Linked DNA regions of Triticum aestivum: region 1 is linked to region 2. Evidence: chromatin contacts called from public Hi-C data. All regions are on one chromosome and are shown on one strand. The core of a region is the stretch at or near the end of the contact, and the rest is flanking DNA. Distances in the headings are between cores, read along the strand shown.

The links. Hi-C and Micro-C count contacts between places; a contact is called where the count stands out from the background.
Region 1: a contact with region 2 is called in a Hi-C map of leaf, with 9 times the contacts expected there. The contact joins the promoter of LOC123158999 here to the promoter of LOC123159787 in region 2. A contact is called at or near these places in 2 of 5 Hi-C or Micro-C datasets (both in leaf).

The regions. Positions count from the first base shown.
Region 1 is chr7B:384,308,529-384,314,826 of IWGSC CS RefSeq v2.1, reverse strand. It overlaps LOC123158999 (organelle RRM domain-containing protein 2, mitochondrial), which reads right to left and starts at 2,929. Exons shown (of 5, transcript XM_044576803.1): 1 at 2,631-2,929. The coding sequence starts at 2,790. LOC123161191 reads right to left here. Exons shown (of 2, transcript XM_044579040.1): 2 at 5,466-6,257. The coding sequence ends at 5,680.
Region 2 is chr7B:384,079,967-384,086,578 of IWGSC CS RefSeq v2.1, reverse strand. LOC123159787 (multiple organellar RNA editing factor 9, chloroplastic) reads right to left here and starts at 1,527. Exons shown (of 5, transcript XM_044577615.1): 1 at 1,104-1,527; 2 at 508-605; 3 at 362-427; 4 at 100-273; 5 at 1-19. The coding sequence starts at 1,453. The coding sequence ends at 101.

The sequences.
Region 1 (6,298 bases), core at 1,680-4,179, 230 kb before region 2:
AAAGTCTAAAGAAAAGATAATTGAAAATTTGGTCTTGTCACGTAGCATAGCTTTGTGATTCAAAGAGATGGATGCTCACTTGACATCATAGTGTTGTGGTGATAGCATAGTCATAAATTTCAAAGCCCATTTGAACAGAAATTTAATAGTGTCATGCTACGTTCTGGCATGCATTGTCTTAACCAAAATGAGGTTGGATACTTGGAAAGTACATGACTATCTTTATGCTCTATGTAAGTTCTGGTGCTCTAGACAAATCCAGATACATTCACCACATGTTCCATAGTCATTCAGGAATCCACAAAATAGAGTTAATTTCCCATAGTGATACACTCCATATCCTTGTATAATTCTTCCATAATATATTTTAAGCAGTTATGCTAATTCTCAGTTGCCTGAAATTTTTGTAGATTTTAGTCACCTAAAATTGCAGTACCAAAAGTGTGCAACTTTGTACAGTCAAACTTAATATGATGAAGGCATATAACAAAGTCAAATGGGATTCTCTGTTTCAAGCCATGCTCAAGATGGGTTACTCAGTTAGTTGCCTGGAGAGAATCAAGAGATTTGTCTCAACTGTGAAGTATGACGTTAAGCTCAATGGGAGTAAGTCTGAAATGTTCAAGCCACCTAGAGGACTCCAGCAGGGGGTTCCCATTTGCCCTACCTTTTCATATTGTGTGCCAAAGGATTTTCTGCTCTCCTTTGTAACGAGCAAGAGGAACGCAGGTTGCAAGGAATGAGTTTTGGACGTGGGGGGTTGGCAGTGTTGAAGCCCTGAACGAGAGATACTTGTGACTACTTACGGTGGTCGGATGCTCAAAAAATGACTGTTTTAAGCATATCTTAGACCATATTTGGGGGGAAAGTGCAGGGCTGGAAAGGTCAATGTCTCTCAAGGGCTGGAAAAGAAATCCTCATCAAGTCTGTGTTGCAGGCGGTACCAGGGTGGTGTTTAAGCCATGAACGAGAGATACTTGTTACTACATACGGTGGTCGGATGCTAAAAAAACTGTTTTAAGCATATCCTAGACCATACTTGGGGGAAAGTGCAGGGCTGGAAAAGAAATCCTCATCAAGTCTGTTGCAGGCGGTACCAGGTCACACAATGAACTGTTTCCATTATAATAAAGGCCTATGTTTGATGCTCCAGTCAATCGCGGTAAATTTCTGGTGGGGCTCAGCTGGTGGAAGGAAGGCTCATTGGGTCAGTTGGAAGCGTATGTGTTTCTCCCAGAAAAAACTGCAAAACGGAGGCAAAAGTTTTGCCTCATCCATTAATTAAGTAGAAGTTAATTTATGGAAAACCGGCGAAAACCATCACAACTTGTCCACCCATGTGAACTACTCCCGGACTATGCATCCACAGGACGAGAGGCAGACCTACAAACACACCCGGCACAGAGCCACAGCAACCCTTCAACAGTGGGGTCACAATGTCATTAATGAAACCCCATCGGCCCACTTCAACTGGAGAAGAAAACAAAGATAAAAACAACTGATACATCTGAGCCCACGTTTGCAGTCTAGAAGAAAGGTGTATCATGGAACCACCTGTGCCTCCCCTTTATCGCCACCCTTCTTGCCTTTGCACTTGCTAGATTTCTTCTTGCGGATGCCAGATTGAGGGTGAGCGCCATCCAATTATTGCGGCGGAGGTTCCTAACTTCTCTTGGTAGCTCGAAAGAAGTCAAGGCAAGGCTCCTCCTAACAACATGTTAGGAGCTGGTGCGTATGTGTAATGCTATAAGACATGGTGAGTCCTTGTGTTCATCAGTCACAGTGCGCCGCTGCCGAAATTCACAAATCGGTAGAGGAATGGAGCTCGATCTGTAGCATATCCAGGTGGCAAGGAGCAGGCAAGAACCCAAGCGCTGGAACACTCCTCCCCAGACTGGCTCAAAACCAATTCACATGGTGCACTATTCATATCGAAGAAGATGGTCTCGTCCTTGCTGAGAAGCTGGAAGCCCATAAACTTCTGCTAGAGCTGGATAGCATGAATGCAGTGGCCAAGATTAGGGCTGTAGAGAAGGATTTTTCCACAGCTAGCTCTCTGTTGGTGGAGATAGGTGGTGGCAGACTGTCAGTTTGGCAGGATGCGAATACTGCTGCTCATCGTCTGACTAGTGTCATGAACTCTGGTGGTGTGTCCTGGCAATCTGTTGTCTGGCTAGTGTTATGAACTCTTTGTTTTCTTTGTGTGTAATGATTGTAGCGTTGATGCTTAAATAAAACCAGACATTCCCCGCAGAAAAAAAAATATCGGGGAACTAATAGAACCAGATTAATAATGTCGTAAAATGTATAATCCACATCAAGGATTTGAACCGCCTACAGTTAAAGTGCCCTCCACATGTAATTGTAATAAATTTACATTGAACAAGAAAGGAATCAGCATCATATCTCCTAATTCGTTGCTGCACATCTAGCAAGAACGGATCTATAAGGCTAAGCAGAGACCTAATTAGCAACATCACATCATGGCATGATATCTGACCCTAATCGACTGGATACCATTTTCTCGCACTCAAAAGCGAGCTTTCGAGCAAAATCTCTGGCGGGGATCGAGGCCTGAGTGTGGTTACAGGAGCGAATGGAACAAGGAAAGAGGGGGGCAACAATCGTACCGGAGACGAAGAGGTTGGGGGAGGGGTCGGCCTTCGGGGGAGGCGTGGGCGGGCTCGGCGGCGCGAAGGCCGAGATGGAGAACATGCGCGCGTTCGGCGTCGCGAAGTCGGCGATGGAGAACATGCGTCGGAGCCCGAACCTTGCCGCCACCGCCGCCATAGCTGCCGCCGCCGGAGAATGGGTGAAAAGGCTTGCGTGCGTGAGGGGTTAGTGATTGATTTTCCTTCCTCTCTTTGCGTCAACCTGGGGTTTAAAAGGTTAGGTCATGGACCGGGCCAGTTGAGACGGGGAGGGCATCTCAATCTCTAAAAATTAGCCCGTCCAAAGCCTCCTCAAACCTTAACTCCTCAAATTTAAGGAGTTATCCTAAAACTTAACTCTCTGATTTTTTTCATAAACATTCATTTCAAAGACAAATCTAAACTACTTGATTACATTATTTAACAAAAAGGTTGCACATCATACATAACATAATTAGACGGGTTATCGTTAGATATAGCATATCAAACAAATGTAAGCTATACTTGCCATCACCATAGTTGGCGCAGAACACGTTGAAGTCGTCCGAGTCTGAGAAGATAGGGATCATCCACCACCACCATCGGAGGGACCGGGCTCATTGTCATTGTTGCTAGGCCGAGACAACAACGTCTCCTCATCCTCGTCGGAGGGCCCAGCCAATATCTTGTCCCAAATCACGTCATTCTTGTTGAACTCAGACCGCGCTTGGTTCTCAGCGACAAGATGCATATTCTTTGTGATGAGCTCCGCCATATAGGTCTTATCGATGCGCTTGGCCTCGAGCTAGTTCACGGCCATGCGGTTCTCTTTCTCGTCGGCGAGAGAACATTCTAACTGGAGGCTCAATGTAGTCTTGGGCGCGATCGCTGAGGGGAAAGTTAAGCTTCGCTCGACTGCCAAAGTAGCAGACTGTTGTCGCGTCGTTCGTGTGCACCTCCTGCTCTATGCTGACGAATGTGCCAAGCCATAGTGCCCCACAGTCGTTGCTGCACGCCGTGACATTTCGACGGCGATGGTGAGCGCTCATGATGGCTGCGTGTTGGAAATATACCCTAAAAGCAATAATAATTTTGTTATTATTTATTTCCAAGTTTATAATTAATGTTTATATTCTATGCAGCCCAACAGCTAGAGGCTGGTTGCACGAAGGCACTATTTGGGAAGCTTCATCGAGCTAGTTTCAACCTCGTTAACTAAAGACGACGTGCAGCTCGGATGAGACCAAGGTGCAACCAAGCTTGAAAATCAGTGCTATTGACGGTGTCCTGGCCCAAGGATCTGACCACATCGGTTCCCGGCCTGGTGGGCCGGGTTGAGGATACGTAGGAAGGTTTCATCCTGGGCCACGTTGGACGGCCCATGATGCATTATACGAAGACTCTGAAAGACTTATATACAAGCCAAAGATATAAAGTTGTGAAGGACTCACCAGTGTAGCCGACTACAGTATGTAACCTAGGACCCCGGGTATGTTATATGAGAGAATTCCTTATTTGACCCTTTCTTAAATTTTGCTTCCTTTTTTGGCCCATAAAACATCTTTTTTCTTTTTTTGACACTCTAACTTTATTTTGTTCCCTATGTGCCACTTCCGTTAGTTTTGACAAGTAGCGGTGTTAAGTATGACCTAGAAAGACCATTTTGCCCCTTCTGTAGAATGTGACCTGATTATTTACATGCAAACGCAGAGGTAATGTGATATTTTTTGTTCGCCCAAAAAAAGTGATATATTTTGGTGTAGTTCAATAATTAAAAAATAGTACTATATACATAAAAAATAGTACTCGCTGTAGGAAAAAGAATAGTTACTACCCACGTGTACACGATTAAATCATCGTCACATCGTGCAACGCGTGGGCGGCTCTGGCCGTGGCGGTGTACTGCCTGAGCGCGCCGACGAGCACGAGCATGTTGAAGATCTGGTGGCTGTACTGGTCGATGTAGTCGAACTGTTCGAAGTGACGTTTTTATTTCTCTTTCTCAGGTCAGAAAAAAAGCACAATGTGCATGAGACATGCACGTAAACACGTGTGCAACCCGAACGGGGATCTCCTAGCTTTATTCGATTTTGTATACATTACGTATCCATGTAGGATTCTAATTGTTCTCTGTCCAGTTTTACGTCCCTATACTAATTGCTAAAACTCCAAAGCCTTTACACATCGCGGAGCGCGAGCGCTCCGGCAGCGCGTGACGCAGAACCCAGCACCGCTGGTGTACACGAGCTCATGGCAGCAGCGTACACGAGCCCATGGCTGCCTCCAGCAACACAGGAGCGGCGCTACCTCTCTTTCCATTTTTGTTGACAAACTACTACCAAGGGCAAAACTGTCTTTGCACGTGCCAGTTAACACTACTGGATGGAAAAATGTACGAAAGTGTCAAATAGGAAACAAAATTTAAGCCAACATCCAAATAAGGAAGATTTCGTTTTATAGGGCCAAATAGGGAACCATATTTTAAAAAAGGGTCAAATAAGGAATTCTTTCATGTCATATAAGCCGGAGGCCGGGCTTGTCCATAGCATACATACAATCCCTTGATATTCACATGTACTTTGTACAACCCCACCCACCCCAATCGCAGTATACATGAGCAGGAGTAGGGTATCAGCTCGACCGTGCCTATGCCTCATGTTACCATGCAGCGTAGGGATACACTACCGAGAGATTGCCGGATTTAGCTCCGACATTATACCTCGGACAATGATCGCCTAGCTGCTTATTTGCTAATTTTGTGGACGATGTAAGTTCTGTTTAAGTTATCAATAAAGCTAAGCTAGGCATGATGGCCTTCCTGGAAAAAAACACTGCGAAACTCCAACGGTCACACAAAATGCATTAACAACCTGCACAGGTAAACTCGTTGTCACAAATGTTGAAAACCATTATCCTTTTAGTCCTTACAGAAATCACCTGCTAAAAGGAGCAAAAGAATTGCGATGAAGTAGAGGCACTGCAACTAGTGTGCTCTACCAGATCTGAAAATCTGCAAAAGAATGGTGCACCGATGCATCTCTGCACAAGCTCACAAAGTAAAGGCGCCAGCCAGAGCAAAAAGAGTGGCCGACACCAGTGTCCATGCACCCACACCGGTCGAAATGGCACCACTGCACTCGTCATTGTTGCCGCTGAAGCATCCAGGATGGGCAGTCTTGGGAACACCCCCTTCTACCGTGAAGCTCGAGTTGGGCTTCCCGTTGCTGAACAAGACACACCAGAAATACGGACCGCCGCCAGAAGTGCCGGTGACAGCCGCCCCCACCTCTGTGTGGTTCTTGCTATGCAGTACTTGGAGGCTCCTCTCATCAGCAATGAGCATGTCGAAGGCCTGCGCTGGAGGTGGGTAGCTTGGCTGGCACGCCAGGAGCCTCCCAGTGATCTTGGCAAGGCTTGCAGCTTGGACACCACAATTTGGGGCAAATGTGTCGATGAAACTGGAATCCACGGGCTTCTTGTTTCCACCCACCTGGTCGCACTGACCCTTATATGCTTTTATGTACTGCAGAGCAATGCATCCAAGACCTTGATTATCAGCAAGATTTGATGCCTTGCTGGCGGTACGGTTGGAGTTGATCAAGCTCACAAGCTCATCGGCAGGGTTATCTGTAAACGAGATAATTCAAGGATGACATGTTAGTAATACT
Region 2 (6,612 bases), core at 278-2,777:
TCAGTATGCGAGTAATCGCCTGCAAAACTGGCAAGATAAGGATTTGGGTCAATTTAAACACCAAACTGTTGATAAGCGTGGATTAGCATGCAATTCTACCTCATGAAGACGCCGACTCAGGCTGAGTGGCCTGTTGTTTCGGTTTCCTGCTGGCAGGAGGGCCATCTCTTCGCCTCTCATACCGTCTGCTTTCGTACTTTGAGGTCCTCCGCTCCTTTGGTTGATAGGTTGGGTATGTGCATGGAATGATCTCACCATTTATGTATTTATCACCTGAAGGGAGACAAAACAGTGAATATGTTAGTGATTAGGACAAGAGAAGCACATAAACGTGCAGCTACAGATATTGTGTCATGCCAACCTCCATAGTCTTTGTTTTTCACATCGATGTAGGAATCAGGGAGCACCCACAGGACACCAGGCAAACCTACAGGCAACGTAAGAACAGTTTAAACAAGGAAATACCAAGAAATTGTGCACCAAAACAGTGCGTAAATCAAGAATTACCCTTGAACTTCTCTGATGTTTCTTCATCGACAGTGCACTGGAACCCAGTGTAAGTGGTTGTGCTGAAGGCATACATGTTCTTCTTGGCTTCCTCCATGCTGCAATTGTAACAAGTTACTCAGTCTAGACTTTTATGTATACACCCTTCTGAATCTGGATGCACCATATGAAACTAAAGAAGGAAAACTGAAGCCTACGTTACACCCTGCTAAACTACACTCATGCTCACATCACATCAGATGCAGGCAGTGCTGCTCTTCTCATATGGGCAGTAATGATGGAACAAAGTTCCAAGTATCTAATAAATAGACATTTGATCATTTGATGTGTATACGATAAAAAATCTTGTCAAACAAGAAGCACCTGTCGAGTATGTGTTGCATATCTATCTCCTGCATAGCAATTTCCGAAACATGAGAGGACTATAAGCCGACTCAATGGAATTGCTAGCATTTTCTCGATAATTTTCCAGTGACAACTACTATGAAATTGCTAGTAGCATTTTCTCTAGGCAAACAAGATAATGCGTCAAATTTCTCTCACCAGACATAGAGAAAGGAGTCATCAGCAGGGAGAAAGGGAAATCAAGGTTTTACCTGCCGAGGACGGTGGCGAGGGTGTTGAGGTAGGTGTCGATCATCTGCTCGCGTGTGGGCGCGGGGTCCTTGGGGAACTCCATGACGATCAGCCAGTGGTTGTAGTCACACCCGGGGAGCAGTATCGTCTCCCTCTGCTCGCTCCCGGGCGCTGCGCCGGCCGCCGTCGGCCTCCGCCGACGCTGGAGGCTCCCCGCCGGTGCGAGGGCGATCGCTGAAAAGGCCGCCGCCGCGGCTGCGGCGCGGGGGAGAGACGCGGCTGAGAAGGAGGATAAGGAGGGCTTGGCAGGGAACGTGAAGGCGCTGGCCGCTACGCGCCCGGCGGCGGCGGCGGTCGGCAGGGCAGCCATTGAAGCGAGCGTGCGTGTGGGGGGAGTGAGGTTTTTGCGGGTTGCGGATAAGGTGAGACAGAGGCGAGAAGAAGAATGAGATATTTCACGAGAAGGGTTTTAGCCTTGCGATGATGGGCTGGGTAGGTTGCTATCCGGACCATTTGTCTGTCTATAGGGCCTGGTTTGCCTCGGTTGAGATAAAATGGGCTACAGCATATGGTTGACAAGGCCCAATATTTTGTTTCTCACAGTCGCATTTGGACACACTCTCTCTAAAAAAAAGTAGATCGCTTGAAAAGGAAAATAAAGAAGTACCATTTTGATAGGATGAAACATCTATGTGGCCGTTGGCATGTCTACCCCCCCCCCCCCCCCCATGATGGTCAGTGATTTTATCGACAACACTTCTGCATCATGGTGAAATCCTTTTCGGCGCGCAGGTTGCTGGTTAGCGACCTAGGGAGTACACCCCACCCCACCCCCGCTCCCGCTATGCACACATTTTTGGCGGCCCAAGTAGCTCCTTTTCGGTATGGCAAAAGTTCTTACACCACCCCAGACTGGGTTATTTTATTTTATTTTGTTTTTCCTTTTACCTTTTTCTGCCTTTTCATTTACATTATTTCCTTTATTTATTTTCATTTTTCCATTTTTCCATATTAGTTTGCCCTTTTATTTTATTTTTCATTTTCTTTCTTTCTTTTCCCTTCTCTTTCTGCATTTTGTGAACATCTTTTACAAACTCATGAATTTTTTTAAAAATCATGAGCATTTTTTGAAATTGTGAATATTTTTTTACAAACATTTTTATGAAATTGTGAACATATTTTAAATTCATGAACATTTTTTAAAATCCTTAACTTTTTTTGCAAATTGTGAACAGTTTTTTGAAACCCCTGACCATTTTTTTGAATTGGCGAACATTCTTTGAATAGATGAGATTTTTTCCAAATTTGGGGGCAATTTGTGAAATATATGAACATTTTTGTTTGACGAACATTTTTTTGAAATGCCTGAACATTTTTTGAATGGATGATTTTTTTTGTAATTCACAATCATTTTTTATTTTTATGAACATTTTTAGGCCTATGAACAAGTTCTATTGGCGATTTTTGGGCCTGCAAGTTCGATAAAAAAGGGTATTTCATAGTGAGGTCTGCTTATCGCATGCTTGTAGCCAAGGAAGCTTGGTTGGAAGGAAGAGCATCCACTTCAAATGGGCAAGGGAGGAGAAGAGTTGGACATCCCTTTGGAATGTTCAGGTACCTACCAAAATTAGAACCTTTTTTTGGCGGCTCGCTAAACACTCACTTTCGATGGAAGATGTGCAACATAACACAAACATGAGTGATGCGGAAAATTGTCAAATGTGTGGCAATATCCACTCACAGAAACATTCTCTAATTGAGTGCACCTCAGCCATATGTGTTTCAATTGGCAGGCGATGAAGTTGTGGAGCAGCTGGCTGAAACACGAGAAGCGAGTGCAAAACTATGGATATTTGGGATGCTTGAAATGTTATCACATGCCCGTTTTATGAAGCTAGCAGTCACCTTGTGGGCAATATGGACATCAAAGAGGAAGACCGTCGAGAGCTTTTCATTAATTATGTGAAAAGGGAATGAATCACAACAAAGGTCACATCACCTCACAACTCCAACACAAGAAAGGGAGGAAAAGGACCAATGAGTTCATCAGCTGTGCTCACACATTAACATGTGATTTTGTGCCCCTAGTGTCGACTGCAGTACACGAGACACACCACGAGAGGAACCTTGTTGGGAGCGTAGTATACAAGACATGCTAACGAGAGCTTTTGAGGACTTGAAACCCCCCACATCTATGAGAGCCAAAGAATCTCAAAAAATATCAGGAAATAAGTACCCAAATACCATAACAAACAGATAAACCTACTTGAGAAATTGTTGCCTAAGAAATTGTTTCACACGCCACCTAATATCTAAACCCAATGGGCAGTGGCCAAACTTAGTTGCACCACCAAACCATTTTAAAAGGCCAAACAAGCAATCACGTCGTTCCAAAGGGCATTTAGCTCTCGATCACACATCAAAGACATTCAAGACAAAAGCTAGGCTGATGTTCCTCATAGTTAATAGAAACACCATGAGAGAACTGTTGTGTAACAAAAACGAAAATAGCAACCATAGTAACAGTAGCAGGGTTCAGAGAACTGCTTCATTTTTCTAGAACCAAACCAACGATGTTTTTAGCCAAGCAGTAGGAGGGATCGAGAACGTGGGAAGACGTCGTCCTGCAGGGAAGAGAAAGAGGCAGAGAAATGGTTAGTTGTGCGACTGGAGGAGAAGCGTCGACGACCAGAGGAGAGAGACGAAGGGACAGAGGAGGGGCATGGTGGCGGTGGAGTGCAGGGAAGAATGGAAGAGGTGAATGGGAAGTGGAGGGGGTGCGGGGCTCGAGGGTGGATGAATTGGGGGCTAGGGTTTTCACCGCACACGCTCCATGTTGCGTTTGTTCTCATACCGAGAATAGGAGGCAAACTCGCTTCATTCTCCGGCTCCACACTTAAGCCCATCCTTCATTGATCCTCAATGGAAGTGGTGATGTGCAACATGTTTGGACGGTCCAGCAACTGGCAACGGTAAAAAAACGTACCACAGTGAAATGATCAAACGACCCAGACTACTGCTCACAAGTGCCTAGATTGTCGGATAGGGCAATTCCTTTTATAGAAGAAATTATCATATTCTAGAAGAAGGCTATTCAATGGTGAACCCAGACGCAATTTGACTTCATTTTCCTTTGGATTCAAATCATTCGGGGAGATCCTTCCTATTTCGCCCCTTGTGCCACTCTTAAGGGTCAAACAAACTATTGAACAGTTCAACCAAAAAAACTATTGAACACTTTGTCCAAGCAACCTCAAAGTATTGCTTTAGGGCATCTTCAACGCTGATGAGGACATGACTACCTAGATGATGAGGACATGACTACCTTGGATACGACCAAAAATATTGCATACATGTATATTTGTGGGGTGATTTCTAATGCAAACTATGCAATAATTTATTTATGTCATCCAGGACAAAAATAATTCACAAACTTTTGTGTCATGTCTAATTACAGGTGTATTGGACATTTGTACAATCCGCATAAAGATAAGGAGAAAAGAGAAGTTTAGGTGCTGTTTAAAAAGTCCTCTCATGTCACTTTTGGGCCAAGAGAAGATAGAGTCCAAGTCTCTCACGTTCTGGATTCAGATTCGGACTGCGCAGACATACCTGACTCAAAACGCCAAGAACACTTTCGTAAGGACTCCAAATTGGGTGATTTTTTTGGAAAGTAGATTTCATGCTCTTTCCAACCCAATTGGATTCACCTTCAAAATTCGTCTGGAGCGTTAAGTTATCGATGAAACAATCTGACCCTGCAGCAGAATCCGAGTCAAACTACAAGTCCAAAGGCGTTGCATCACCTCCACTTGGGCCCATGAGCCTTGTATGACCTAAGGTTAGTTTTAGGCTGCTTTGGGACGTCCTCCCACCTCCTTGGCCGCCACCCCTTGCTCCTATATAAGTAGATCCATCTAGTAACTTTTTCTTTGGGATTTGTTTAGTTAAAAGTTAGCCATTGCAACTTTCTGTACTTCGTTTGTGTCCAACGACCAGACCAAGACCACTTTCGGATCCCCACCTTTATCAATACTTCATCTATATAAGCAATATTCAGATTGCATTATCATATTCTTGCTTGTTCTTCGATTGCGTGCAGGAATAGACCTTCGTGGTCAGGCTGATCGTGCTTCCAGCATCGTCAGTAACCTTAGGAGATTGGTTTAGTGAGTGCTAAGGCACAACGTCGTGCATGTTTATAGTCGGATCATCAAAGTCAACTCCACCAAATCGATAGTTATCATCTCATCGAAAGATCGGGACACCCTCACCTCTATTAAACGCCAACCCGCAAACCGGACACCACATCTGCCTACAGATACTCATGCGGGAGCCGGCCATTCAAAACTAATTGCATACATTTCAAACAAGATCTCAACCTTTCGTATGAATTACAAGCAAACCAGATGATTTTCATATAAATCGGATGAACATTTGCATTTTAGACATATTTTAACTAAACTATATTGGACTATGCTAAACTAGTTTATGGCCGGGCGTGGTGGATCTCCATTCCCATGACATGTTGATGTAGGGCGGATGTTGGGGAACATAGTAATTTCAAAAAAATTCCTACGCACACGCAAGATCATGGTGATGCATAGCAACGAGAGGGGAGAGTGTTGTCCACGTACCCTCGTAGACCGTAAGCGGAAGCATTATGACAACACGGTTGATGTAGTCGTACGTCTTCACGATCCGACCGATCCAAGCACCGAACGTACGGCACCTCCGAGTTCAGCACACGTTCAGCTCGATGACGATCCCCGGACTCCGATCCAGCAGGGTGTCGGGGATGAGTTCCGTCAGCACGACGGCGTGGTGACGATGAAGATGTTCTACCGACGTAGGGCTTCGCCTAAGCACCGCAACGATATGACCGAGGTGGAATATGGTGGAGGGGGGCACCGCACACGGCTAAGGAACGATCACGAAGATCAACTTGTGTGTATAGAGGTGCCCCCTGCCCCCATATATAAAGGAGGGAGGGGGGAGGTGCGGCCGACCCCTAGGGGTGCGCCTGGAGGAGTCCTACTCCCACCGGGAGTAGGACTCCCCCCTCTTGCCTTGGTGGAGAAGGAAAGGGGGGAGGGGAAAGAGGAAAGGGGGGCGCCCCCCCTTCCTTGTCCTTTTCGGACTAGGGGGGGAGGGGGCGTGCGGCCTGCCCTGGCCGGCCCTCCTCTTCTCCCTCATGGCCCATGTAGGCCCATTAACCCCCGGGAGGGTTCCCGTAACCTCCCGGTACTCCGGTAAAATCCCGATTTCACCCGAAACGATTCCAATATCCAAATATAAGCTTCCAATATATCAATCTTTATGTCTCGACCATTTCGAGACTCCTCGTCATGTCCATGATCACATCCGGGACTCCGAACAACCTTCGGTACATCAAAACTTATAAACTCGCAATAAAACTGTCATCGTAACATTAAGCATGCGGACCCTACGGGTTCGAGAGCTATGTAGACATGACCTAGAACTATTCTCGGTCAATAACCAATAGCGGAACCTGGATGCTCATATTGG